Linked DNA regions of Anser cygnoides: region 2 is linked to region 1. Evidence: chromatin contacts called from public Hi-C data. All regions are on one chromosome and are shown on one strand. Each heading gives the region's core, a stretch centred on a gene start, on an enhancer-like site or on the middle of the called end of the contact. The rest is flanking DNA. Distances are from core to core; before and after follow the strand shown.

Region 1 (7,734 bases), core at 3,267-5,766:
ATAATGTAAAATGAATAAATACTTTGAAGACAGTATTCCTTAGCAGTGAATTTTGATTTAGGATTCTGTGTCAGCTCCAGAAGCTGAACATATCAATGGGAAAAATAAATAAGGTGAACTTACAAGGTACAAGCGGAGCATGGATTACTCATCTTTTAACTGAAGTGTCCTCTTCCTCTCCCCTTAAGTGGGAAAGAAATCTTTCCTGAGGCTTTGCAGTAGAAAAACTGAAATTGTCCCAAGACTTGCTGAAATCATTCACTACTATGAGAAGAGGAGGTCACTGAGTGTTAGCCCAGGTCAGCCAACCACAGCCCAAATGAACAAGTCCTTAAGGCACAATTTTTTTTTCACCCTATACCTTCCTTCAACAGACCCTTTAGGGCCTCTCTCCAGATGAAACCCTGTGCTTTGTTTCTCTCCCAACCCTAAACCTATATGCTGGTGGAGACTTAGCCTAAAAGACCCCAACTATGGCTCAGATCAATATGTCCTCAGGGGAGAATTCTGTTTGCATGTCCCTCTTTCCTCTAACAGCCCTTTTCCTGACCCACTCCCTGCCTTCTTCCTTTCCAAACACAAACTCTCTTACCCTTAAACTGTGATATGAAGCTTAGCACAACACCACTAGGCTTTGCCTTTTGGAGCACAGTCTCAGGCATTAATTTTTCTGCCACCCAATCCTTCCCTTCAAAGCCCTTTTTGAAGTCTATCCCAGCAGGAGCTCTAGCCTTTGTCTCTCTCCCGATCCTAACCCTAACCTAAACCTTAACCTCATTTAACTGAATGAAATTTAGCCCAAAGTAGCCTAGCCCTAGCCCAGGTAAATATGTCCGGCATGTAAACTGAAGCTAAGCATAGGATCTCAGTCATGGCCCGGGTGAAAAAGATCTCAGAGGAGAATCCTTTTGACAACCCACTCTTCCCCTTGGCAGCCCCTTGCCAGACAACTACAGCTGGAAATCCCACTCCTTCTATTTCTTCTAACCCTTACCCCAAACCTAGGTGTCAGCTGAGCCCTAGCCTGACAGACCCAGACATAGTCCAGGCGAACATGTCTTCAGCAAACAATTCTTCCGACCCCTGCTGTCCTTCAGCAGTCCCTTTCCAATCCCTAAACAAACAGATCTTTAGACTTTCTTCCTTCTCTGAAACCAAAACATAACCAAGTCCCTAAGCACAGCTGTGGACTGAGACTTAGCCCAAGGCCCCTAACCACCACCCACATGAGAAGCTTCTCAGAGAGTAATTCTTTTTGCAGCCCCTTTCCTTCCCCAGTCCAAAAAGAGATACAAATTTTGTCTGTTCCCTGTCCCTAAGACTAATTTTAGCCTGAGCTCTAAAACCCAACACTAACTGAGATGGCCAAAGACCCCAAGCCATTGCCAAGACAACCAAGTTCTCAGAAGAGGAATTCTTCAGCAACTCTTTTTCAGGTCGACTTCAAGCGGAGCTCTAGACTCTGGCCCCTTAGAACTCCATCTTAGCCTGAACGCAAAGGATGGGTTGAGCCTTAGCTCCAAATCGTGTTAATGGCGTACTGTGTTCACCTTAAAGTAATTTGGGGTCATGATGTATGTGAGATAATACAACAGCCAAGCTTGTCCAAGATTTTGTCAAATCTTGTCCAAGATTTGTCAACTTCCTGACATGAAAGAAACCTTACATTTGTTTTGTCAGGATTCTATCTTCTTTCTTTAAATGCTGAGAGGCTTAATTTACTTCTGCTATATCCACCTGACTTCTAGTCTAAAGAATATCCAGAACTGCAAGGACATGGGGCTTCCACACTGACTTACGATAATCATAAAATCTCATGGAACTGATATTTTTGAAGCATTAGTTTCTTTTTCTGCATACCATATCAAAGAACAGGTACTGAGATTTAAATACTTTTGTGCACCCTCTGTATACTTCTCCATAAAAACCTTCTGCCAGTTCAAATTTTGTTGCAATAATTTTCTTTTTAGGCTTAGAGCCATTGCAAGGTATTATACAGGATATGCATAATAATGGTTGTAAAACAAGGAAGGAAGAAGGAAAAGAGGAAGAAGAGAGATTACAAAAAAATATATATCTTTATTCTTTCTGGCTCTGTAATTGTATTCTCGTTTGTAATGAGAATAATCAACCTTCTGCTCTGATTCTTTGGAGAATGATGTAAGAAACATTTTATATTCAGCACTGCCAGAAAGTGTCCTTGGGATAGCTTTGGTCAAATAAATCCATTAAGATATTTGAAGATTAATATTAAATTGCTATTTGTAACAAAATTAGTATGAAGTAGATTGTTTGCTTTATTTGATGTGCAGTCTCAGTAGTATGTAAGTTCCTGCCATTTCTAATGTTACCAAAAAAACACAAACTTCCTGCAAAATATTTCAATCAGTGACAAATTTTATGCCTACTTATTCCTGTACCACATTAGTTCAGAATAAAAAGATAAATTTCAGATTCATTTGTTTCACCATCCCAAGCAAACAAACGGGCTATGTTCAAGGCGGATCTGCTACCTTTTTAACACCAATCCGTTTCCCACGTCTGCGCTGCTATTCACGGTGTTGCCACTCGGTGGTGCTACGGGGCCACAAAAACTTCAGCGGATCTTAAATTCAACCGCTTATATTTTGCAATCGAGACTCATCAGGTTCTTGCAGTGTTTTCTTGCCTAGGTAACTTTAAAATGAACAAAATCTATGTTCTATGGCCTGTGTTTTAAAAAAACAATGCTTTCAAATTTGCAGGTGTTTTTCAGATAATGTATTTTGTACTAAAACTACATGATCACTGTTCTGCCACCCCTATCTATACAGGGCGGTATCTAAACTAAGCAACTACTTACAGAATAAGAATTTATTTGGCATGTTAGGGGGGCTCAGTTGTGCAACTGTCTGTACCATGAAAACTAACATTTTCCAATTCATGTGTATAGTCTATGCTGAAGCATAAACACACAGAAAAAGTATTAGGACTTTCAATAAATTTAATCTTCAAAAAGTATGTAACTGTCTATTAGTAAAATGTCCTGCCTTAGACAGTTGCTACAACTACTTTCAGCAATACCTTTCATTCCAACTTAAGTCAATTAGAAAAGAAGCACTTGACTGCCTGTTTAAAGGTGGCATAATAATAAAAAAAATCTCAAGAGCACTTTTGAAATCCTTTACAAAGAACTTTTAAAACATAAATACTTGTGTGTGAAAAATATACTGGCTTTACAAAATAAGGCAAAGCTACCAGTATACAAAAACAGTGTAAGCTATCACTGTGCTGTTTAAACAAACAAATGTTATTTTACTACATTTCAGGTTTCAAGTATCCCATGCGGGCTTCTTTCTGCCATACTATGAGATGAACAGCCTTTATAAGTAAAGTTGCAAGCTGAAAGAATGGGACATGCTGTTAGCTTCCATCAATGTCCCACTGCAGAAGACTAAAGCTGCAGTCACTGTAAAGCTTCTCAACCATGTCAGCTCCTGGGGTCTGACATCTAAAATTCCGCAGGAACCCTGGACGCTGTGAGACCAGGTCTCTGAAATATAAAAATAAAGACATGACATGCATTCAGGATCAAATTTCTGAGAGCTCATTTTTAAGTGCATGGATAAATTAAGATTTGGAGTCCCGGCAGTATTTTACATAAAGCTCACCAATTAATTCAACATATTAAGCCAGCTGTGGGAGTTGAGATCTTAGGAAATAAGGCACTTGGAAAGCATCTACGTTGTTACACTACCTTGGCTAGTGTATTTCGAAATTACACCGATTTTTCAATGGCATTTTTAAAAACCTTCTCTGCGAAAGAGAAGGCCTCTGAAGGTCCATGAAACGGGCCTCTGAAGCGGGACAGGAGGCAACATCTCCCTGTCTGTCCCAGGAACCCGTGGTTTGCCTCATGGCCAGCTTTGGCCGCTCCCTGTACCTGTAGCTGGCACGCCACAGGTACGTGCCGGTTCACACGTTCGGCGTGGGGCGTGCGAGGCTCAGGACCAGAGGTGCTCCCGCTGGGGTGGCGGCACAATTCCAGGCGTTGCACAAGCACCGGGGCCCTGGGGCTTTATGTGGTTTGGGGAGGTGCAGGAAGGCTTTCCCTGTACCGAGCCCTACAGAACAAAATCCCCGCTGACATCTGTAGGCCGAGAAGAACCGGGGATGGCTTTGGTGTTGGTAAGAGCTGGGACAAACCATTAATTAACACGCCCACTCCTCTACGGGGCGACTACAAAGCAACACGAAGGTGATTTAACACTGGTGGAAACGCACCCTGCCTGCTCACGGAGGGGTCGCTGCCCCTCTCCCTGCCTCCTTCCCTCAGCACCCCGACGCCCGAGCCCCCTCGGAGCCTCCTCCCCGCCGCCACCGGGCGGCGCCCGGCCTCGCTCGGCCGCTGCCACGTCGAGGCCGCCTCCCCGGGCCGAGGAGGAGGAGGAGGAAGAAGGAGGAAGGGAGGAGGACGAGGAGGAGGGGGCGGGGATGGCGGCGGGGCGCTGACGTTGCGGGGAGGAGGAAGGAGGAGGAAGAGGAGGAGACCCGGCTGCCTCCGGGGCAGAGGCTGCCGCGTCCCGCGGAGGCTCGGCGCGGCTCCGCGTCCCCCCCCCCCCCCCCCCCGACCGCCGTCCGTAAGGCGGTGGCCGCGATGCGCTCGGCCTGAGCGCCCGCCTCGGGTCCCCTTCTTCGTGCCTGCGAGGGGCGGCGATGGCCGCGGGCAGCTGGCAGCAGGCGGCGGCCCAGCAGGCCGAGGAGACGGCGGCCCGGGTGCGGGACGCGCTGGCGGGAGGCCTGGGCCTGCTGCGAGCCGAGCTGGGCCTGGAGCTGGGCCTCGACCCGCACGGCCTGCCCACCTGGCTCGCCCTGGGGCTGCCGGCCGCGCTGGGGCTCGGGCTGCTCGGGCTGCTGCTGGCCCTGGCCTGCGGGAGCGGCCTCCGCAGGAAGGCAGCGGCCGGCCGGGCCGAGAGGAAGGGCGACGAGGCGGTGGCGGCGGCGACGGCCCTGACAGGCGGCGGGGGGCCGGGCAAGGCGGCGGGGCAGCTGGGGCTGAAGGGCGACGAGCAGAAGAAGAGGAGCAAGAAGAAGCTGCCCGAGAAAGCGGCGAGGGTGAGAGGGGAGCCGGGGGGACTCGGCCACGGAGCCCTGGGCACCGCCGGGGAACTGGGGGGGGGACGAGGTCCGAGGTAGTGGGGTTCACCCCGGTGGCGTCTGCCGGGCTCCCTCCGGGCTGCCCGGGAGCTTTGCAAAACAACATTTAGGTGAAAACGATGCTTTTTTTCCTCCTGGGGAAGGAGGAGAGAGCTCCCTGCTTTTTTAGTGGAACCGTGGGTTATGTACGCACACTGTACTGTTGCATTTTTACTATCAGTATTGTCTTTTTACTATCAATCGAAAGCTTAGTGGATTGGGAGCTGGTAGCAGAGACCTTACCGTGGTTCAGCCTCTCAAGGCAGGAGTCGCAGCCCAGGCAGGTACAGGCTGTTGGAAGCCTCGTAAAGGCTGCGATGATTCAAACTTGAGTAAGGCTTTCTGCTGCGCCTTTTCGGCAGGACACGTTAACACCAGGCTTGTGGTGAATTTGCCTCGCTAGGAACATGTCTCGGTTGTTGCAGGAAGGATCATCTCCTTTAATAAGGAAATCTGTCTCTCAGCAGCCCCTTAAAAACAGATCGTGCCTGTCTTTTATTGTAATCCTCGGTCTGTGATGTAGGAGTCTTGTGTCTTTGACAGCGTTTTCATGAGAAAATGAATTGAATGCAGAAATTATCGGCTGTCGTTTTCAAGCTTCCAGTTATCATAGTTTTGGGACTTGAAGGGATTGCTTCAATAGCTTTTATGTTGTTGGTATGTTTGCAATCCTATTTACATCCAAATGGATTATAGGAATGAAAGTGCAGCAGCTGTCCCCTGCCTTTTACAACTATGTCTTTTAATTATATAGTGCGAAATTTAACATGAATTGTTTGCCTAATGACGAGAAAAAGGAGGTGCAGAAAGGGATTGTGCCTTCGTTTGGTTCTGTGGCAATACTGAGACTTGAGAAGTTTTGTTAAAGATTTTTTAGCCTGCTCTCCATTAAAAAAATACAAAAGTCTGTATATAGCACCAAACTGTCTTTGAGCAGTGAACTCCTGAAACTCGCTGGAGCTGATTCTGCAAGTTGCAATAGGCTAATAACTAAGCACCAAGAAGAGGAAGCGCTGTGATTCAGAATTTTTCAAATGTTGCTAGGTCTCCATTTTGAAGAAGACACGTTAAAGATGCAGTGTTTTTTGCTGTCCTGAAAGGGACATCCTCTAAGGCTTAATAGATCTGTTATGCTTTCTAGAAAACAGACTAAACCTAGAAATAATCCCGATTTTTGTTATTTTATTTAAACTCCAGTATAAAAAAAAAAAAAACATAAACTCTTGCAAGTCATCATTGGAGACACTGAGAAATGCCTGAACAGAAGACAGAGTGAAGAAATAGATACAGTATTGGCAATGTTCTGCAGTGTAGGGCTTTATAAAAGCAAGCTTTGTATTAATTGTGTATAAACTTAACTAGCCGACATTTTCAGTGAATATAAATACTTGTATTGTTTCCAGCGTGGTTTACTCAGGCACAAAATAGTGAAAGTTAAGGCTATGGAAGAGCAAATAGTTTCATAGTCAAAAAGGAGTAAAAGAGTTTTTCATCTGTCAAGATATCATTCTGTATTCTTAAGATTTGAAAAGTTATTTTCGTAGAACTTTGTATCCATTATTTTAATGCAGAGATAAGATTAAAAAAACTTTGCAGGAAAGAAAATGAAAGAACTGAATCATTAACTACAGTGCAAATAAGTTTGTATCAGCAGTGAAGTTAAATAGGCCTGCCTCGTGCTAGTTTTCCAACATAAGTTCGCGGGGATCTGTATTAGCGCGTTCCAAGATTTTCTGACTTGTTTCACCATGAAAAACATTCAAAATCACATTGGAAATTTAGAGAAGCAGCAGAAAATCCTACCGAAGGCTGCGTAGTGGTTTCATCTTGTATTTTTGTACACTCGTGCTAATAATGAGGTCTGTGAAGGAAAAAGAGTAAGCCTATTATCAGTAGATTTACCAGAGGGTTTGCTATGCCGGGGTCTAGATTTCCATTACAGGCATTACAGAAAGCTTAGAGCAACTGGTCTGGAGCATTAAAAAGCACTCTCCAGATGTCTAATTAAAAGCCGTAGGGTTACTTTAATGTAGGGTTACTGAGCTCATTGTGGGGCGGGTGATGTATGCTCTCATCAGTCAGGATCAGAAATGTTCTCCACTGCTCCCTTTCCGAGGAAGAGTATTGTTGCTTTGATTCTTGTGTTTGGGTTTATTTGGTTCCTTCGTAGGTACGGTACAATTTAACTGAGATTTTTAGTACGATGTGGAGCTGAATGGCAGGGAGTTGACTGGAAGCTGTAGTAGCTGTGGTGTTCTGTTTATTGACTTGCTGTGGGTAGACTGAGATCAAATGAATGATTTAGCGTTCATTAGCACTAAGTTCAGAGAGCCAGTCCTGGCTTCCTCCAGCAGCTTGGAGCAAGGTAGCGTCATGGTATCCTCACTTCAGATTTTCTCTGTACATGTACAGTAAACCTCAAGCCCCTTTCTCTCTTTTCCTTAGCTCCTGGCAGGGGACAGAGCACTTTGTCTTCCATCTCAGAGCTCTTTCGCCCCTATTAAGATTTTTTTTTCCTTTCCTTTCCAAAAATCTCTTGATCTTTCATCTTAGTTCCTT
Region 2 (7,734 bases), core at 2,546-5,045, 190 kb after region 1:
CTTTTAAGTAAAGCCATTGTGATCCCCCAGCAACATCCCAAATTTGCTACTGTGCCTCACATTATGACTTGTCTTCCCATTAGCACCCCAAAAACCAAAACCTACGGGAGCAATACCCTGTTGGGATTTGACACCATGCTTACTGTGGTCAACTCCTACTCCACTTACCTTGTCAAGAGCCCCAGCTCATACAGAAAGCAACAGGCAAGTTTTGTCCCGCCAATGTTACTTCTAACAGAACAAAAAACACAGTGGTGATAAAGAATCTTCATTTATATAGTTTGTTCCCTAAAACCAGCAAAGTATGTATAATACAATACAAGTGTTTTTTTTTTTTAAAACAGATTTGTAACCAGTTTTATTGTAGAAAGAACACCATTACAGCATTTACTTCTCACTGGTTTGTTCTGGCATGCTTCTAATGATGTCAGAGTCACCTGTAAAACAAAAATACATCGTTACAAAAAGATCTACAAAAAGATCCATTTCCAGAAATAAGCAAAAAAAATAAGAGATTCTACAAACAAAATGTAAAAGTAACGTGGAAACGGTGTATTTATAAAAAAAGTAACTTTGATGGCTTGATAACAATACTTTTACCTGCATTTTTGTTAATTCATACTCAGTATGTTTATGATAATTATGTACTTGTCACTAGCATTTACAAAGCCAGTACTAGAGTGACAATCTAGTCCTGGAGGACACAATGCACAGCTTTAATATAGCGAATGTCTAGCCTCCCCTGATCACGAGAATATCAGGACAGCGAGAATATTCGCATTGCACTACACAGCAGGAAGTCTGAGTTGCAGTTCTTTATCTTAACATAAAGCTCTTAATCTGACAGCCACAAAATAAAACAAACCTAAAAGCATTGTTTTGGAAACAAAGCTTTACCTGCTATTTGAATACAAACAAGCTAAATAAAGGTTTCTAAAGAAACAGTGAATTCAAACGGACATCACTTGGGGAACATTTGATGAAAGTTAAAAATCATTAAATCCGTACGTATGCATTTAATTAAGATAACTCTTGGTCAAACAGAATAATGGAAGATAATTTGATTCTTCTCCTAGAAGACTCAGGAAAGAAGATAGGCAGTCCCCTAATTAGCAGACTCTACAAGGAACTTGAACAACTCTGAACAAAGAGTGCTACCAAGCCATAGCAATTACACACCAATTTACAGTTTTATCACTTAATATGATTTTCAGCTCTGGTACTGGACTAGTATCCACTTGCACATAGCTTATTCTAGTATAGATCACCCCAGGAAGCAAGACAAGTCACAATCCAACAATTTGTTTTGCTGAGACCCTTTGTCTTGGGTTAAGAAAGTTCAAACCCAATTGGCACAGACGGCACGTGACACAAGCTCACGTTCTAGCAGAGGGCTCAAACACAAGGCTCAAACACAAGTACCGTTAAGTTGCTTCCCAGCCACTGAAAGAACCCTCATTACAGACTGACAGGTAGACAGAAGGCAAGCTCACAAGGTTTAACAGTGAAAGGAACTACACACAAACTTAAGGAGGAGTACCTCTAAGTTCTAAGAGCCTAGGACTCCCAAAAGAATGGGATCTTGGGCAGAGAAAATTAAGAACGGTACAGGGAAGTAGAGCAAAGCTACAACATCACGCCTGCGCATTACTTGCTAGTGAGCAGCAGTGCTCAGACAATGGAGGAACCGCTGATACACACCCGGCTTGGTCATTATACGGCAGCAGACACGTACCTGGGTCGATGATGGCCAGCGTGCACACTCTGTAGTATTTGCCACAGGCTGTACCCAACTCAATGTTGTTGCCGCTGTAATGGTGGACGCCGGTCTTTGCGAGCATAGCGTAGTACTCGATCTCCGACTTCCTGAGATTCAAAAACTGGGTCTTAAAGCACTGACAAACAATTCTGATCGAACATAATACAGCAACAGCAGTGCTAACTCCAACCACAATTAAACTCTACAGTTTTCCTCCTCTCCCAGAAAAACACATCTATTTCTTGCCAGAAAACCTAACAGTCTCCTACGTTATGTCTGCATCTTTACTTTCTTTAACCTGTCAGATACTCCTTGATGACAAAAAGGGCCCTGAAATTCAACAAGGAACATGTCAGAAGATGGAAATTGCCAAAGACTTCGTTTTCAAAAAAAATACTTCTATGGCCAGGAGCTTTAAGTTATAACTTAACTTTGACAGCAAATACTGTATTCTTCAAATATATTTCAAATCAGTGTCAACTACCAGTTTTTCCTACCTGTAAAATTACTTTCCGATATACTACTTTGAAAAAGCAGGAATTGAGTCCCACTACACTTTCAATGAATGCTATCACAGTGTGAAAAATCTCACAGCACATTCTCTAATGTGAACTCTTGGTATTAGGAAGCTAAAAAACATCTGGGAAGCATTTTAATACATCCCGACCTGAAATTCATATACACCAATCAACCCACCATGTTTAATTCACGGTACTATGGAGCATGCCAATAAGCTACTCTGTATTACCAATTCACACAAAGCACATGCTGTATTTATACAAAGCACTCGCCTTAGCTTAAAAAAGTAGTAATTCATACATCTGCTTACCTCAAAGCTGGGCAGTTGTTGGCGAGGATGACCAGCTTGGCTTTGCCCTGCCGAATCATTTTCAGAGTCTGTTTGTATCCTAGCACATATTTACCACTTTTCATAACCAGCTGAAGCCTAGAGTTTATAGACTCCAGGGACTTTTTCTGAAGACGAAAAAAAAAAAAAGCTTTATTATATGCTACTTTGCCTTTGACAAAATGGCAGGAAACATAAGGTGAAGAAATTTCAACTACAAGCAATCTTTTCATGACTTATTATTTGCACACCATACAATTGTGGATAAGAATGATGCTGATACTATACTCGCCCAACTTCATCAAAATGCCTCTTACCAATTACACAGGGAAAAAAGCATTATTGGTGCTACCTATGTTAATCAACATAAGTGGTATAAGAAACGTGCCTTTGCAAAGCTCAGCTATGTCAAGTCAAAACCCATACCACCTCCACCTTACGAAGCCGAGCCAGGCTCTGCATACGGCACTTCCCAGGGCACGTGTTGACAGCATTAAGCGGGTAGGCAAAGCCAAGCAATCACATGCAAAACGAGCAGCCCCCCCAACACGAGAACGTGGTGCTCGTGCAACAGCAAGTGCCACCACCTAGTAAGAAACCCATGCTTGCTAAAACAGCCTTGAAATTATAGTAAAAAGATGGCACGAAACGCCAAGTCTGAGCTCCACCACCCTACCACCCACACCAGGAGCACAGCACCAGCTCCCCTTTCCTCCCCTCTAGCCCAGGGACCCCGTGAGCAACCTGGGATGTCCCATGGCGGGGAGCCGAGCCCACAAGAACCGGCCTCAGGCCGTGCCCCTCAGAGGCCCCCCGGGCCCCCTCGGAGGCCCCCCGGCTCCCCTCAGAAGCCCCCCGGCTCCCCTCAGCGCACCGCCCGCCACCGGCAGAGGCCCAGCCGCCACCCCACGAGGCCACGCGGCGGCCGGCCGCCACTCACCGTCTTCTTGGCGGCCACCATGTCGCTGGCTGGCGTCGGCTGGGGCGGGAACTGGAACACACAAAGGACGACCGGGGGTCGGGTTAGCGCCCGGCTGCGGCCCCCCGAGCCCCCCCGCGCCGCCCGGCCCCGGCCCCACTCACCGCTGAGGCGCCGCCAAGATGGCCGCCACGAGCCAAAGGGGCGAGCCCCGGCACGCGCCGCCTCTCCCCGCCGCGCCAGCTCTCGCGAGAGGCGCGAACGCGCCGCAGCCCCGCCCAGGCCCCTCCCTCCGGCTGTCAATCCGCCCCCGCGCGCGGCTCCCATTGGCTTATCCGGGGAGGGGGCGGGGCGAGGCGGGGGGACGTGCAGAGTACGCTCCCCGAAATGGCGGCCGCGCCTTAGCGGCCCAGCGGGGTGGTCGTGCTAGCTCGCTTTCCTCATCGTGTCCCTCATCCCCAGCGCCTTATGGCGCCCTGTGTCTCACGGAGCGATTTTAAACACTTGTTTTTCTCCCTCGCAGCCTCCGGGAGGCTTCAGACGCTGCTCAAGGGGAGGCCCAGGCGGCCTGCCTTCCCCTGTGAGGAAGGGGAAGGGACACTGACGGGCAGCCCCTGACCGAACAGGGCCCCAGTGCCGTGCGGGGTGGCTCCTTCGTGGCTGCCCGTGTTGGCAGGTTCAGCTTTGGGCATGCTTCATAAACCCCCTGGCTCTGCTCAAGGCAAAGGCCTCTCCTCTCCCTCTCTCTCTCAACACGGGGCACAGAAACAAAGTCCTACCCCTGTGGGCTTTGGAAACAACTGTCTTTGAAAATACCGAGAAAATTTCTGAGTACACGCTACTGGAGAATGCAGTTAGGGTGTGAGAAAGTTACAGCTGTGATAGTGTTGTCTGTAGGTTTGTGCTCAGTACAACCTGCCAATAAGCACACAGAGTCAGAATCTACACAAAGGTCTTTTAATTAAAAGCTTTGGGACTACAGGGGTCCCATGGCGCTTCCCGGCATGGGAAGACATCCCAGAGCAGCGTAGGTATTGGGGAGCAGTGGGCAGCACAGGTTCAGGTGATGCCTACCTGGACACTGCAGGGACCGAGTGAGGTTGGGATCTGGGGTGTTATTTTGGAGTGTTCCCCTGTGAAACCCTGCAGCAGCTGAGAGGCCCAGTCTGTCCCAGAGGGCTGGCCTAGGATGCTCGGGGACGAGCCCCAGTCTCTGTACTCTCTGCAACACTTCTTCTAGGAGCAGATGCTTGCTTTCTCTGTCCACGGTCAGACATCTTCCATACCAGTGTTCACTGCATTTCAACAGCACCCTAAGTACTGATGGTATAAGGGAGAAGGCATCCGTCATCTCTACGGATCTTTGGCACCGCTGCATGCAGTCAGTCAGCCCAACCCATCTCTGCTGCAGAGATGATACTGGCTATGCTACCTCTAAATCTACAGGCCAGCTAAATCGTGCCTCGTCCACAGTCAACTCTTTTCAAAATTATATGGTTCCCTAATAGAAACATCAGGACAGGGAAGTCTGCCTGTAGTACAGTAGGTCTTCTGCTGGTATGACTTTGTGCTCTTGGGGCACACCGCATCATGTGCGTCTCAATGTATGTGTTTTGTGATGAAATTACAAAGCTAGCATAAAAGCATTTATACATTTGCCTAGGTTGGCATAGGCATGGGAGAGCATTGTATTTGTTGGCTTTCGGAAGTTTGATGCCTTTGTGTGTTATGTAGAAAAAAAATGAAGAACAAAGCCAATACATACCAGAATCAGTTACAGTAGGATGCTTATGTGAATATAGTTTATTTTGATTAAGGAAGGGAAATAATTTCTAGAAATATATTGCTATGCCTTTCTGCTGATATGGATGCCTTCACACAGATTTTTTTTTTTCTGGTATATGGTCACACACCTTATCAAATATTTATAAAAGTAAAGCCTTTTCAGTGGCAAGCAGCCTTTGGTCAAAATGCGTCCCAGTCAAAATCATCCCAGTCATTTTCTTGTGTACAAACTGGGTGACAACTTTAGTTTTTAGCAGGCCAGTTTAAGAACCTAGATAAAAATCCAACCTGCTAACATTAAGATGAAAATGAAATAAAGGTATATAAGGGGAAAAAAAATCACCAAGCTTCAGCTGACCTTAAATTTAACAACAGAAATTCAAATATTGGTCCATCACTGATTGAAAAGTTCTTTGGCAATAATTTCTAGATTAAGAACATATGAATAATATATGCACTATTTAAGTCATAATATGAAAAGTTACATTTTGATGGCTTCCTGTAGTCCAACTTTACTTATTGAAACAAGTTTTCAATATTTTCAGCCCTTCACAGAGCATAATTACATCAATTTTGAAGCATTTTTCAAACTTTTCTTTGTCAGCTTTGTCTCATTCTTTTCTTGTTCCTCTTCCTCTTTGTGTCCCAACACTCAGGTGCACTGCTGTTATTCCCACTGCCAAGTTGTGCCTTTTCTTTTAATTCTTTAAATTTTTACCTAGTTGTTTGTGGTCATCTCAAATATTCTTCTTGCATTTTGAAATTACTCACAAGAGGGTATAAAGCTCAGTGGGCCTAGCGAATTCCTCAGTGCAGTTCTGGTCGACTATGCCATGTTTTATGTTATTTTGCAAAATTTGGGAATCCTGCACAGCTCCTGAAGAGGGAGCTGTTTGTAAGGGTACTCCTTGCAACCTCAGCTCAAATTAGGAGAAAATGTAGTACTTCCCTTAGAAGCTTGTAGAACTAGTTCTTTCCAGTGATGTGTTTTTAAAGAAAACAAACAAAGAAATGCCTTTCTGAAAGAACTTTCTGTCAGAAACCAGTCACTGGGACCCAAATTGTGACACTAATTCTGGATATGTGGGGAAATAGAGTCAGAAATAGGCTTTTGCACTTGTTCCTCACACCCCAAATCTCCCTTATGTAGTCGTGCAGGTATCTTCTAAGAGTCTGTGGTTCATAAAATGTCTCTCATAAAGGCAAAGGGCTGTCTCAAGTCAGATGAAGTCAACAACAGTAGTAAGAAAAGGCTTTGTGCCCTTGAAAATTCCTTAAACAATATTACATGGCCACTAAATATCAGTCAGCAGCTTGAGTGCATGTGCATTTACAATGCGCTGTTCCAGAATTAAAGCACAGGGAAAGCATTGAGGCTGCGTTTGGCATGCAGGCCAAGTGCCGTTCCCTCTGCAAGGGGTGCTGTGCTCCTCCCCATGATTAGGCCACGTTACAGCGTTACAGCAGAAAAAAAGTAAAAAAAAAAAAAGAAAGTAAAAAAAAGTGAGCGAAGCACAGATGCCACCATTTCCAACAGCAACAACAACAAAAAAACTCTCAAGGTGAAGAGAGCCAGGGAGCAGCTGCCAATGTCAGGAAAACCATCATTACTTCTCCCATCAAGGTCTTCCTGCCCTAAAGGAGCCACCATGGACACATCCAACCCTCCTGCCTGCCCCAGTGGCCAAGTTGGGCCAGGAAGATCAACTTCTTCAGGGGTGAAGCTGGTCTTTTTTTTATGGTGAGGGTGACAGAGCACTGGAACGGGCTGCCCAGGGGGGCTGTGGAATCTCCTCTGGAGACTTTCAAAACCCACCTGGACGTGTTCCTGTGTGACCTGATCTAGGTGTTCCTGCTCCAGCAGGGGGATTGGACTAGATGATCTTTCAGGGTCCCTTCCAATCCCTAATACTCTGTGATTCCGTGAGGTCTCTCACCACCTTCCTCTTGTGTGTGTGTAATCAGGTTCTGTAAGAAGACACCAGTTAAAGGTATTTGGAGGCATAAACTAGGAGCACGAAAGACATAGGACTTCTCAGTCACCGGTGGAACACTGACATAGCTAAAAAACTGAAGAGCAGCTTCATCATTCGGGATCTGGAGGAAAATGCAACAAACTCAGCATATGAAAAATCCTAAGTGATGTAGAAGGCAAAAAATGTGCAAGATCATAAAGAAACCTTATTTCCTTTGAGTCTGGACACGTGATCACAAATTACTGAGTCATGGCTGGATTAACAGTCTAATTGTCCTGCTTTAGCTGGGATCATAATTTCATGATACATCAACTTCAGCAGAGATGGCAGCTAAAGGAGTTCCCACCCTGAGCCTTTTTTTTTATTTATTTATTTTCAGAGTTGTTTTTAACTCAAGCCAGTGCTTCATTTCATAATGCCATCTCAGCTGTACTGACACAGGCCATGG

Evidence for each region. Hi-C and Micro-C count contacts between places; a contact is called where the count stands out from the background.
Region 2: a contact with region 1 is called in a Hi-C map of liver, with 5 times the contacts expected there. The contact joins the promoter of RPL30 here to the promoter of MTDH in region 1. A contact is called at or near these places in 4 of 7 Hi-C or Micro-C datasets (granulosa cells and liver).

Annotation. Positions count from the first base shown.
Region 1 is chr2:140,205,992-140,213,725 of Taihu_goose_T2T_genome, forward strand. MTDH (metadherin) reads left to right here and starts at 4,517. Exons shown (of 12, transcript XM_048068742.2): 1 at 4,517-5,094. The coding sequence starts at 4,696.
Region 2 is chr2:140,398,558-140,406,291 of Taihu_goose_T2T_genome, forward strand. It overlaps RPL30 (ribosomal protein L30), which reads right to left and starts at 3,796. Exons shown (of 5, transcript XM_048068702.2): 1 at 3,690-3,796; 2 at 3,547-3,597; 3 at 2,589-2,734; 4 at 1,736-1,866; 5 at 256-437. The coding sequence starts at 3,567. The coding sequence ends at 388. LOC125183351 (small nucleolar RNA SNORA72) reads right to left here and starts at 781; the gene lies at 647-781.